Regions from separate parts of the Mus musculus genome. Here region 1 is linked to region 2. The links are chromatin contacts, called in public promoter capture Hi-C maps. All regions are on one chromosome and are shown on one strand. Each heading gives the region's core, a stretch centred on a gene start, on an enhancer-like site or on the middle of the called end of the contact. The rest is flanking DNA. Distances are from core to core; before and after follow the strand shown. Region 1 overlaps B3galnt2 (UDP-GalNAc:betaGlcNAc beta 1,3-galactosaminyltransferase, polypeptide 2). Region 2 overlaps Arid4b (AT rich interactive domain 4B (RBP1-like)).

Region 1 (5,276 bases), core at 2,462-4,961, 200 kb after region 2:
ACTGTTGTCACGTCTTCTCAAAGTTCCTGTGTCAGAACTTCTGTTGTCCTACGAAAGTTCCAAGGTAAGTTGCTAAGCAAAAACACAAAGCTAAGCTTAGTCCTCTACAGTACTGTGAGCCATACATAACAGGCTCTAAATGGAGGCAGCCTTTGACTTCACACCTCACCTGCCCTTGGAGGGTGGCATGGATAGCATGCACCATCAGATCGGTCTTACTGCTCCCTACTTGATTTTAATTTTAGATGCCGGGCAGAGAAATTGAACTAGAAAATGACCTACAGCCATTACAGTTTTATTCTGTGGAAAATGGAGATTGCCTACTAGTGCGATGGTAACAGTCCAACCGTAAGAGTTTAACGACTGGAATGTATACACCAGAAACAAAACCTTTGCCCTCACAAATGATGTTATGTTTTGTTGGGAAAAGACCATTTGGTTGTATATTAATAGAATAATAAAGGCTTTGATTACTATTGATTTCTCTGCCCTTTCTGTTTTCACACCTTACTGCATTCACTATGTGAAGATGTAAACATGGAGTAGAAACAGTAGTCTAAATCTGAGCACAGTTAACATCTGCTGTGGGCTACTTAACTTTTAAAAAGTTCACTACAGTGATTTGGTTGGTCATTCTGAGAAATGTCCTTTAAGCTGAGGAACCACATCTTCAGACCTGTAACATACTTTCTCTATGCTATGCGTACACTGAGCCTGTCTCGCACGTCTCACCACCTCCTGTGCAAGCTTAGGTAAACATATCAGGCAAGGCAGAGTAGTGCCTTCCCCTACACCTCCCTGTGACACTGAACCCTGAGGTGTTTACTTTGACTCTACTCACAAAAACAGTTTAGCGAGCGTGTGTCTCAGTACCAAGCTAAGACATTCAGGATTTACTTAAACAGTAAAAGAAAACATGATATGTATGTAGATAAACATCTTTAAAAGTAAGATACCAAACTTTAGTTTACATTTCCTTTTCAAGGTCAGGTTGTATCAGAGATCCACAAACTGGTATTTCCAGCAACCCAGACTTTGGTATATGTGGCCCCTGTGCCACACAGCATCTTTGTAGTTTCTTTCTGGCCTAATTAAGTTTTGTAGAGCTTTTTTGTAACCCTGCTGGAGATTCAAATGGAGTTATTTTCTGAATTTGGCCATTTAACCAAAAATGGTAATGAGTTGCTAATTAGTATAAGTGATCAAAAGTTAGCAATATTTTTTGTAAAATAATTTGGTATAAATAATCTTTAAATTTATAAATAAAAACTTATGATACCGTATGAGTTGATTGATTACGATCTGTGCAAACACTAGTAATACCCTACTGCTTACAGCTCACGGTATACCAGCCACGGCTTTCCTTGCACTTACAGACCCTGGGGTTTGGGGATCATCGTACTTTTGCTTCACACTGACAAGGATCCCCACACAGCTCCTTCAGTTCCCAGAGTTTGCTCAGCTCTTCTGGTGAGTACTGAGGAGAAGACAGCATTCCTGTCTCACAGGTTTTCTCACACAGCCACAGGCTGTCCTGTTGAGAAACAAATACGAAATACAAGACAGAATCAGGAAGGAAGGAAGGAAGGAAGGAAGGAAGGAAGGAAGGAAGGAAGGAAGGAAGGAAGGAGAGATAGATAGATAGATAGATAGATAGATAGATAGATAGATAGATAGATAGATAGGAAGGACACCTAAATGTACTCTACCCAAATCTGAATAAGTATCAAATGCTGTGAGAGTGAAGCTGAGTTCCTCCCATCACTATGCTGTAAGAGCAGGCATGTCCAAGATGCCTGACGCAAGTCCCAAGTATTATACTGCTCAACGGAATAACAGAACATGTATATGAAGAAACACATTGAATCTCAGAACACAGATCCTGAGTAAAAATCTAAAAATCTTTTAAAACCATGCTTCTGATGAACACAGGCTGCTGATCCCTGTCTCTCAAAAGCACGCCTAGAATGAGGGACTCACCAGTGGCAGCAGAGTGGGCACTATGCCTTGTGTACATGGAAGAGAACAAAGCCCTCTGTCCAAGAGGCTCTTCAGCTCCAGAAGGCAATGTAAATTATTTAGAAATGACAGTGCCCCATAGGGCAAAACAAAATAAATATCCTATGTATGACGATTTAAGTGGGGTCACAGTAAGGATCTTCACATAACAACAAGCTCCACACACAGCCTATAGAAACTATAGGTCACAAGACTCTGATTTGCTGAGAAGGCGGAGTATGATGTAGCAGCAGGACTCGAGCTTATTCTGGTCCTGCTGAGTGAGTGTGGACGTGTGGCTCTGAATGGCAGACACTGCGTGCGTGTCCTGTTTTCTGTACCTTCTACAGCCAGAGAAGAAGGTTAAGAATCAAGAAATGAATACAACAAATGAGGCAAAAATCTTGTTCCTTCCAGCCCGTTTTCCTACCTTCCATTTTAGTCTTTGCACACACATCCTGCCTCCACACCACTAGGTCCTTAGAAATAAAATTCTAGGTAAAGTCTGCTGTCAGAAAAGTTGAGAGGTCACAATTTAAAAATCATAGCTGGGACACCAGAAGCCTTTTATCCCCGGTGCCAAGGGTTGGATGTTCACTTGCACACCTACAAGAGCCCAGAGGTCAGCATCCCAGACCTGCTTACCTGGTGTCTTTTAGGTCCTATGGCTGCCATCCAAATGCCCATGCTGACATCTTCACCCTACTCAGGAGCAAATGCCAACTTCTTAATGTTTTTGTAACAAAAAGTGATATGTAGAGTTAGCCAACCCAGATGTGTAACGATGAGCCAGAGATGGGAGACAGGAAGCACACAGCAATCAAGCCCTTTCCTCACATACCTTACATCAACACACTGGGCATACATACTTGGTCCCTGACTCTATAACCAAGCCAGGAGAAAGAAAGCACTTCTTTATGAACAGAAATGTTTACATTCCTCCACAGAATACATTTCCAAACAAAGATTAAAAACAGTGAAAGCAGGCTCAAAGAAAATATTAGAATAGTTATCATGGCTAGAGTCTGAGAAGTGTCAGGTAAATGTCCCTGATCTTTAGGGAGTAACTCCTACAGAGAAAGGACAGCCATGGTAAGCTGGCTCTGCTTCAGGGACATCTCAGGACACTGGACTGTATGAGTGACCTTGTTACCTGATAGGTCTTTAACCTTCTGGAGTTGCCTGCCAGCCAGTCAACGATATCCTTGGAGATCACATACCCTGACCCACATGCAAAGGCAGGGTAAGCCGGGCTCGGGTATTCCAGCTCCTGCCATTTTCCGGTTCTGTCCACTGCCCAATTCAACCTGAAACTGAGACGTTACAATGGTGGCTTCTCTGTAATGGCTGGCCATATCCTTCTACTAGCTGCCTTCCATCACTACCAAGGAGATGAAGCAGGAAAAAGATTCTTGCTGCCTAAGGAAAGGAATTATTTACCCAATGGTAGTTTATACAGATTAGATAAGCTCTCAGTTTCTGAATGGAAACTAAGAGAAGCCCACCCTGTGTTTCAGGACATACTTAACTGAAACCAAACCCACCAAATCATCAACCCGGCACTGGTCCTGAGCAGCAGAGGCAATGGCTGAGGAAATGTGTCAGACATGATTCTAACCGAAACCAAACCAAACTAAGCAAAGAGGATACAACAGTTGCAGGAGACCGTGTGCTTCTAAAACAAAAGCCACATCTTTGACTCCTGGTTAATAAACCTGAGATTTTTCAATAAAATAAACAAAATTCCCTCAGATTACAGTGATAACATATTAACCCAGAAGAGTATAATCAATAATTTTCTTAACTTTATCTATGTAAAAGTAACTTCCATATTTCATTCTAAATTAATCACACTTAATCAGGTATTGGCGGTCCATGTTTCACTTACTTTCCCCACCAAAAATTAGGCCCATCTAGATTCTTCTGAGCAATTCTATTAAACACAGCTTCTAAGTCTATATAACAGTCGTCATCTGTCTTGAGCAGCAAATCGAAGCTGGTGGATTCCACAGTCCTGTTGACAGAAAAAGAAATATGCAAGTCCGTGCAGCTATGGAAGGGCACAACACTACACCTGTACAGCTGTGCACCTTCAGTGTCTTACCCTACACACAGAACACCATTACTGTGGCCATCGACTGCACTTGGTCCTCACTTCATCAACTGGAATCACAGAAGAATGAACAGAAAAGTCTGACTGAAGTAGAATATGCATTTTTTTTTGTTTGTTTGTTTGTTTGTTTGTTTCGTAACAGGGTTTCTCTGGCTGTCCTGGAACTCACTTTGTAGACCAGGCTGGCCTCGAACTCAGAAATCTGCCTGCCTCTGCCTCCCAAGTGCTGGGATTAAAGGCGTGCGCCACCACGGCCACCTTAGAATATGCATGCTAACAAGGGCTTCCCAGTCATTCTCCACATCAGCTACCAGGCCTACCTGTCACCTGTACCCTGCCCCACGTGTGCCTGGTTACAAAGCTCATCATGGGACAGGTATCAGACCTGAAACTCTCACTTAGAACACTGAATGTGATGTGTTATGAAACGGGCCAGGTGTGGTGGGAAGCAGATCCGAGAGCTCTGAATTCTAGGTTAGTCAAAATACTAAGTGAGACAGACGGTCGCAAAGCTTCTTTGTAAAAAAAAAAAAAACTGAATATATTATGGGTTAAAACATGATTTATAAGGTGCAAACATATTTGTCTTTGGAACCAATTTCCAGCATTTCAATTATTATAAACAACCAACCCTCTGTAAGAACTTCATTTCTCTAGTTTTCTTGATGACATCAAACAAGGCAAAACTAGGTTCCCTGACTGTCAGTCCCTGCACAACACATCTGTTTGTAAGTACATATTTGTAAGGGGATCAGCCAACTATATAGACCAAGCTGGCCTCAAACTTATAAAATCCACCTGCCTCTGCCTCTGTAGAAATGAGAATAAAAGTGCACACCACCAAACTTAGTCGTTTATTTTTAACAGTATAACAGAAACGTAGTATTTGCCAATCAGAAATACGCTTTTGTTTTCAAAGATGCTTAGATCACTGGTGGGTGACTCTGCTGAGTAAATAAGGTCAAATAATTAAACACTGATTTAAAACGTGGCTGGTGCCACTAGTGCCCTCCTACACTAGTCCTCTTTTGTGTCCCCAGGGTTTCCTACACAAAGCATGCTGAAAAACAGATGGTAAGTGGTAATGTGGGCTATGAGGAGGCAGATCTAAAAACAGCTCTGCTGAGGTTTGACAACAGTAAAGAGAAGGGAGGCAAAAAACAAT
Region 2 (5,263 bases), core at 1,020-3,519:
TTTTTAAAGATTTATTTATTTTATGTATGTGAGTACACTGTAGCTGTACAGACGGTTGTGAGCCTTCATGTGGCTGTTAGGAATTAAATTTAGGACCTCTGCTTGCTCTGGCCGGCCCCGCTCACTCCAGCCAAAAGATTTACTTATTATTATACACAAGTACACTGTAGCTGACTTCAGACACACCAGAAGAGGGAGTCAGATCTCATTACAGATGATTGTGAGCCACCATGTGGTTGCTGGGATTTGAACTCAGGACCTTTGGAAGAGTAGTCAGTGCTCTTACCCACTGAGCCATCTCACCCACTCCTATTTTTACTATTTTTAATTGGGTATGTGTGGTCTATGTTCCTGAGTTCAGGTGCCCAAAGAGGACCAAGGTATCAGAGCCCCTGAGTTACAGTTGTGAGATGCCTGACATGGGTGCAGGAAATTGAACTGCCCTCCTCTGGAAGAACATACTCTTAACTAGTAAGCCATTCCTCCGGCACCCTACACTGTCTCCAGGCAGATTCTCAGCCTTACATGTACTCAGTGCTGGCTAGCACCTGTCTTAATATTTTCTTTTAGCAATTTGTTCATTCTAATCAGGATCTTAGTAAGGTCTATACTATGCCATGTCTCTCAGGCTCAGTGTAGTTTCTTTTTTAAAGCCCCGGCATCAGGAGTAACTAAGACAAAACTCCTACATCTAAACTACATATGTCACTTACACGTCTGAAAACTCCACTTGTAAACCTTGGGAAGCCGGTTACTAGGCTCCTTGAGATCAGGGTCTTTATCCCCATTCCTGCCACCTTTTCCTGGAGACTGTACCCTTGCTGGAGACTTGCTGTTGTGGGTCTTCATTCCGGTGGGGACTGACTTGATTGTCTGAGTCTTAGTCACACTTTCACCAGCTGAGAGTTCTTCACTGTCACTACTGTTTGCTGAAAGAGAAAGAAACCATCAGTAAACAAAAGTTGGTCAAACTATCATCAACTTACGAGGATAACTCTAAATATACCACTTGATTTTTCTACTACAGTAAACAATCTACCTAGAAATCCTAGAAAATCGGTGTTGAAGATTTAGCTCAGTTGTGTAATGCTTGCCTAGCAAGCCCAAGTCCCTGGGTTCAGCCCCCAGCACTGGAAAAATAAAACCTAGAAAAAGCACATGCGTATGCAGACATAGCTCATCCAAGGGAAACAAATGCCAAAGTCTTCCCACCTATATTGCCAATAGGTATGAACTCGTTGCACTGACCTTCCATTCTGCTAGCTTTACTATGAAACACAGTGAGCCAGTAGCTGATGCACCCACATACCTATATCACAGATGCTTCACTCAGTCACAGGCTCTTACCTAGCTAAAGAGCTTTTTACTCTGTTGGAATAAAGGATTCCTTGTAGGAACGTCTTCATTATCTACACAACTCTAGTACACAGCAACATGTAGCAATTCCACTGCCACAGTAGTACATATCACCATCACTAATAGATTCCTTAACCTCTTTACACTCAATAGCTTGTTTCCTATAAGTCATCACCATCACTAATTAAGCTTCAGTCCTAGAATGGATGAACTTATCCCTGGCCACTTGCCTTGTGACAGGAATAGGGCTTGTTTAGTTGTACATGTCCTCTTTCTGGATACAAAGTACCATGATAGATTCTGTTGCAGAGATTACACTAAGAATGGTCAGAGAATAGTCAATGACCTGATTTGCCAGGATGGAAGCCAGATAATCAAAGTGGGACACTACCATGAACTCCACTAGACAAACTTATTTATTGACTCTTTGAAGATGAGCCTTTCTGGAAATGACATTAAAATGGTAACAAAGACAAAAGCATTACAGTGTAAGAAAAACCTATTTGAGCTCTTCTATTACTTATACCAAGTAATCTAGAACCAATTTGGCATACATTGATGAATTATTCTTTAGTAGTGCCCAAGTAGGGGCTCTGAAAGTATCAAAAGTGATCAAAACTGTAAAGGTGCACCTCCTCCCCTGAAGTAAATAACGTCTGCGTCCTAAACACACGTCTTACTGAATTCTCCAGTCCTCACTGCCGCTCTGAAACCATAGCAACTCCTAACTAAGCCACCCAAGGCTTGGCCCCTTTATGTGCTGTGGCCTGCCTCAGCCTGCCTGACACGGCCTTGCTGAGCACAGCCACCCGGGGCCCCGAAGGATGCCATATTCACCGCCTGGAAGTCATATGGGCTCGGCAGAAGCTCGGGGAGCTGACCGCGTAACCCTTTTCTGCACTGCAGTGCAGCCAAGGCCGCTGCTAGCAAAGGTCAGGCAGTGGAGGTGGCAGGAGTCTCGGAAGAGCAGCAGGGGTCAGTGTGGGGCACCTGAAAAAAAATTCTTTACATATTTTCCACTTCTTATTTTGTCTACAAAAAATAAACAAATAAATAAATAATCAAATGCACAGCCCTCAGAAGCAGCAAAGCATTATAGTCTCTGCAGGCCAATGAATAGTCCCTGCCAGTCTGAGATAGATAGGTGATTGCTGTCAAGTAGTATGGTTTGGAGGCAGATGTAATGTCACAGACTGGAACTGTGCCTATGACACTATCTTTGCCTGCTGTTCTGAAAAATTATGAAGCAATCCACTTCATTATAACAAAAACACAAATCATAGATGTAGACACTGTGAACATGAAGGTAACTGGGTCATAATATCTACACGATCACTCACCAGCAACCAATACCTATAGTACCGATTTGCTCAATCCTAGGCTGTAGCCATGATCAGAAAACTCCTGTGTAACTTTTGGCTGCTTATTGTTTGTGACAGTCACATCTAATCCAGGCTGACTTTGAACTGGCTATGTAGCCCAGAATGGTCGTGAACTCCTGATTCTTCTGCCTCTACCTCCCAAACAATGTCATTATAGGTGTGCACCAACTGTCCAGCCTGTGTGACTTTTAAGGTTATGTGGAAAAAAATGTAGAATTATCCTATAATCAAATAACCTTTGTGGGGGAGGACAACTATTATTTTTGGATCTTGAAGCTTCAAAGCAAATTTTATACTTACTGCCTTTTCCCTTCTTTTTGTTGTTCACCACGGTGGCTTTATGGCTTCTCTTCTGCTTTTTTGATGAACTTCCTACTCCCTGAGTATCTTTCACTCTTTTCTGACCTGTACAGGCTGTAATGAGAAACACAAAATAGAATCTCCCTTTTATTTTGCTAGGGATAGAGGTTGAGGCCGGGGCTTCACAGGTGCTTGGCAAATGCTCTGCCACTGAGCTACACATCCAGTCCAGCAATACAAGACACAGCCAGACATTTCCTAGTTGACTTAAGTATTTTAGAAGAAAGTATTCTCAAACTATACACTTCTATGAGATGTAATCACATGATCACATCACTTCTATGATAAATAATCACATGAGTTATTTCTCAACTTTTAACTAACTGTCATTAATGACAGCCAACCCGAAAATGTAAGAGCTTCTTTCAGAAAAACAAGGTACATTCTTCTCAGGAAAAGCACGACTGAAAATGCTGTCAGCACAGCAGTTAATGGGTCTAGTACCTCAAACATAGGACTGTCCTATAAAACTAAGTGTTAAGGTTCTGTTACAAGTTAATATGTTAACAGAGTAATGTAATTTTAAATGATACATATGGGGGCAAGGATGTCATACAGCTTAGACTGGCCTCTAACCTCTACAGAGCTGACAACTACCTTCAACTCCTGATTATGTTTGCACCTCCCTAGTTCTGCAATTACAGGTTAAAAGCACGGTGCTTTGCAACATATTAATTGGATACATTTTTGATAGAAACTCATTAATTGTTTTATGTGAATTTACTTTTAGGGCACTGGCTAACTAACATGTAAACAACTTACAAACTCAGCAACATGGTCTAAAAAAGACATTTTGGTGTGAAATGACATGCAAAGGGTATTATAAACCAACATCATATCATTCTTTCTTAAACTGTGTTAGCTCGTGTTTATTTTCAATGAGAAATTCCCTGATGCTGCAAATTCATCACTATTCTAAACTGTAGCATTTCTATATACTATTAGTGTTGTCTTTAGCCCTTGTTATGCTTCTGTATCTTTTGAATTATACACAATCTTAGACTACCAAAAATAAGCTTTTAAAAAAAGAGGCAGATATATCTACTTGCTTCCAATTTCTAATACCATAACACATCATATCAAAGGACATCAGGTGTGGCACCAAAACTGTTTCTTCCTGCTCCTGTTATCAATGGTAAAATTAACCTATAGTTACAAAATATGGCTTTCTTGGTTGAAAAATGTAATAGGCTGTTCACTGTATGAAATCTGTATTTTTTTTTACTAAATAAATTAATTACCGTCAAGTTCCTTCTGTTATGTATTTTATAAACTAATGCTTAAAAGAAAAGTGAGTCAAAAGTCAGAATAAATACATTTCTGAAACACATCTTAAAAATAAATAAATAAATAAATAATTAAAATGAGCCCATATGGTAGATGTCTAAGAGTTTATTGAGGCATAAATTTTTAAAAATTGAATAGTCCTTTGATTTGATAAAGCAGGTGGCTTCAAGTTCCATACCCTTAAAAGAGTATTTATTTTATTTTTAATTATATATGTGGGTATGAGCTTGGGTAGGTGCCCATGAAGGCCGGAAGATGGTGTTGAATCCCCTGGAATTGGAATTACAGAATGTTGTGAACCACTTGATGTGGGTGCTGGGAACTGAATTCTGGTTCTCTGCAAAAGTGGTGTGCACTCTTAATCCCTAAGCCATCACTCTAGCCACAGCACTTTAGAAAGAAAATTCAATATTTGTATGTGTGTGTAAGAGGACAACGTTCGTGATTTGGTTCATTCTTTCAACCAAATGTGTTTTAGGTATCACATCTGAGTCATCAGGCTTTGTGACAAGTGCTTTTAACCAAGGAACCGTCTTTTCAGCCCAAATCCCATAGTTTTAATTTAATTAAGATTAATATTCAAAAGAGCAACACTGACTGAGCCTCAGTAGAAAAGGTATCAAACTCTTTCTGGATAACTTTAATTTTTCTTTAGTGTTGAGGACAAAGAAGAAGATATAATCTCTCAAGAGGGAGAATTTAATACAACACTGCTGAAGGCCCAACTTATACTCTTTTCCTTTGAAATTGCCTTTTTCACAACTATGTATTGTAACCCCAGGATATTGTGTGATACATAGAGATAATCCCAATGGCAGCTGCACCAGTACATCCCCAACTTCTGTTTTCACTAAAGGTTTAGTTAGTACCCTTTATTT

What was found. Capture Hi-C pulls out chosen DNA fragments and counts their contacts.
Region 1: a promoter capture Hi-C map of liver shows a contact between it and region 2. The contact joins two enhancer-like sites. A contact is called at or near these places in 1 of 39 promoter capture datasets (the C10 cell line), 11 of 484 Hi-C or Micro-C datasets (the C10 cell line, CD4 T cells, the G1E-ER4 cell line and 6 more) and 3 of 9 other capture datasets (adipose tissue, liver and pancreatic islet).

The regions. Positions count from the first base shown.
Region 1 is chr13:13,993,151-13,998,426 of GRCm38.p6, reverse strand. B3galnt2 (UDP-GalNAc:betaGlcNAc beta 1,3-galactosaminyltransferase, polypeptide 2) reads right to left here. Exons shown (of 12, transcript NM_178640.3): 9 at 3,887-4,012; 10 at 3,152-3,311; 11 at 2,644-2,700; 12 at 1-1,534. The coding sequence ends at 1,394. It overlaps Tbce (tubulin-specific chaperone E), which reads left to right. Exons shown (of 17, transcript NM_178337.3): 16 at 1-64; 17 at 246-476. The coding sequence ends at 338. Among named protein-coding and RNA genes, the nearest start is that of B3galnt2, 41 kb to the right of the region's middle. Within about 2 kb of position 3,711, at least 14 of the 459 cell types and tissues checked have an H3K27ac peak or open chromatin away from gene starts, as enhancers often do. A contact at or near this core is called in liver, where this site is marked.
Region 2 is chr13:14,189,032-14,194,294 of GRCm38.p6, reverse strand. It overlaps Arid4b (AT rich interactive domain 4B (RBP1-like)), which reads right to left. Exons shown (of 24, transcript NM_194262.2): 21 at 3,039-3,152; 22 at 714-929. Among named protein-coding and RNA genes, the nearest start is that of Gm26129, 100 kb to the right of the region's middle. Within about 2 kb of position 2,269, at least 4 of the 459 cell types and tissues checked have an H3K27ac peak or open chromatin away from gene starts, as enhancers often do. A contact at or near this core is called in liver, where this site is marked.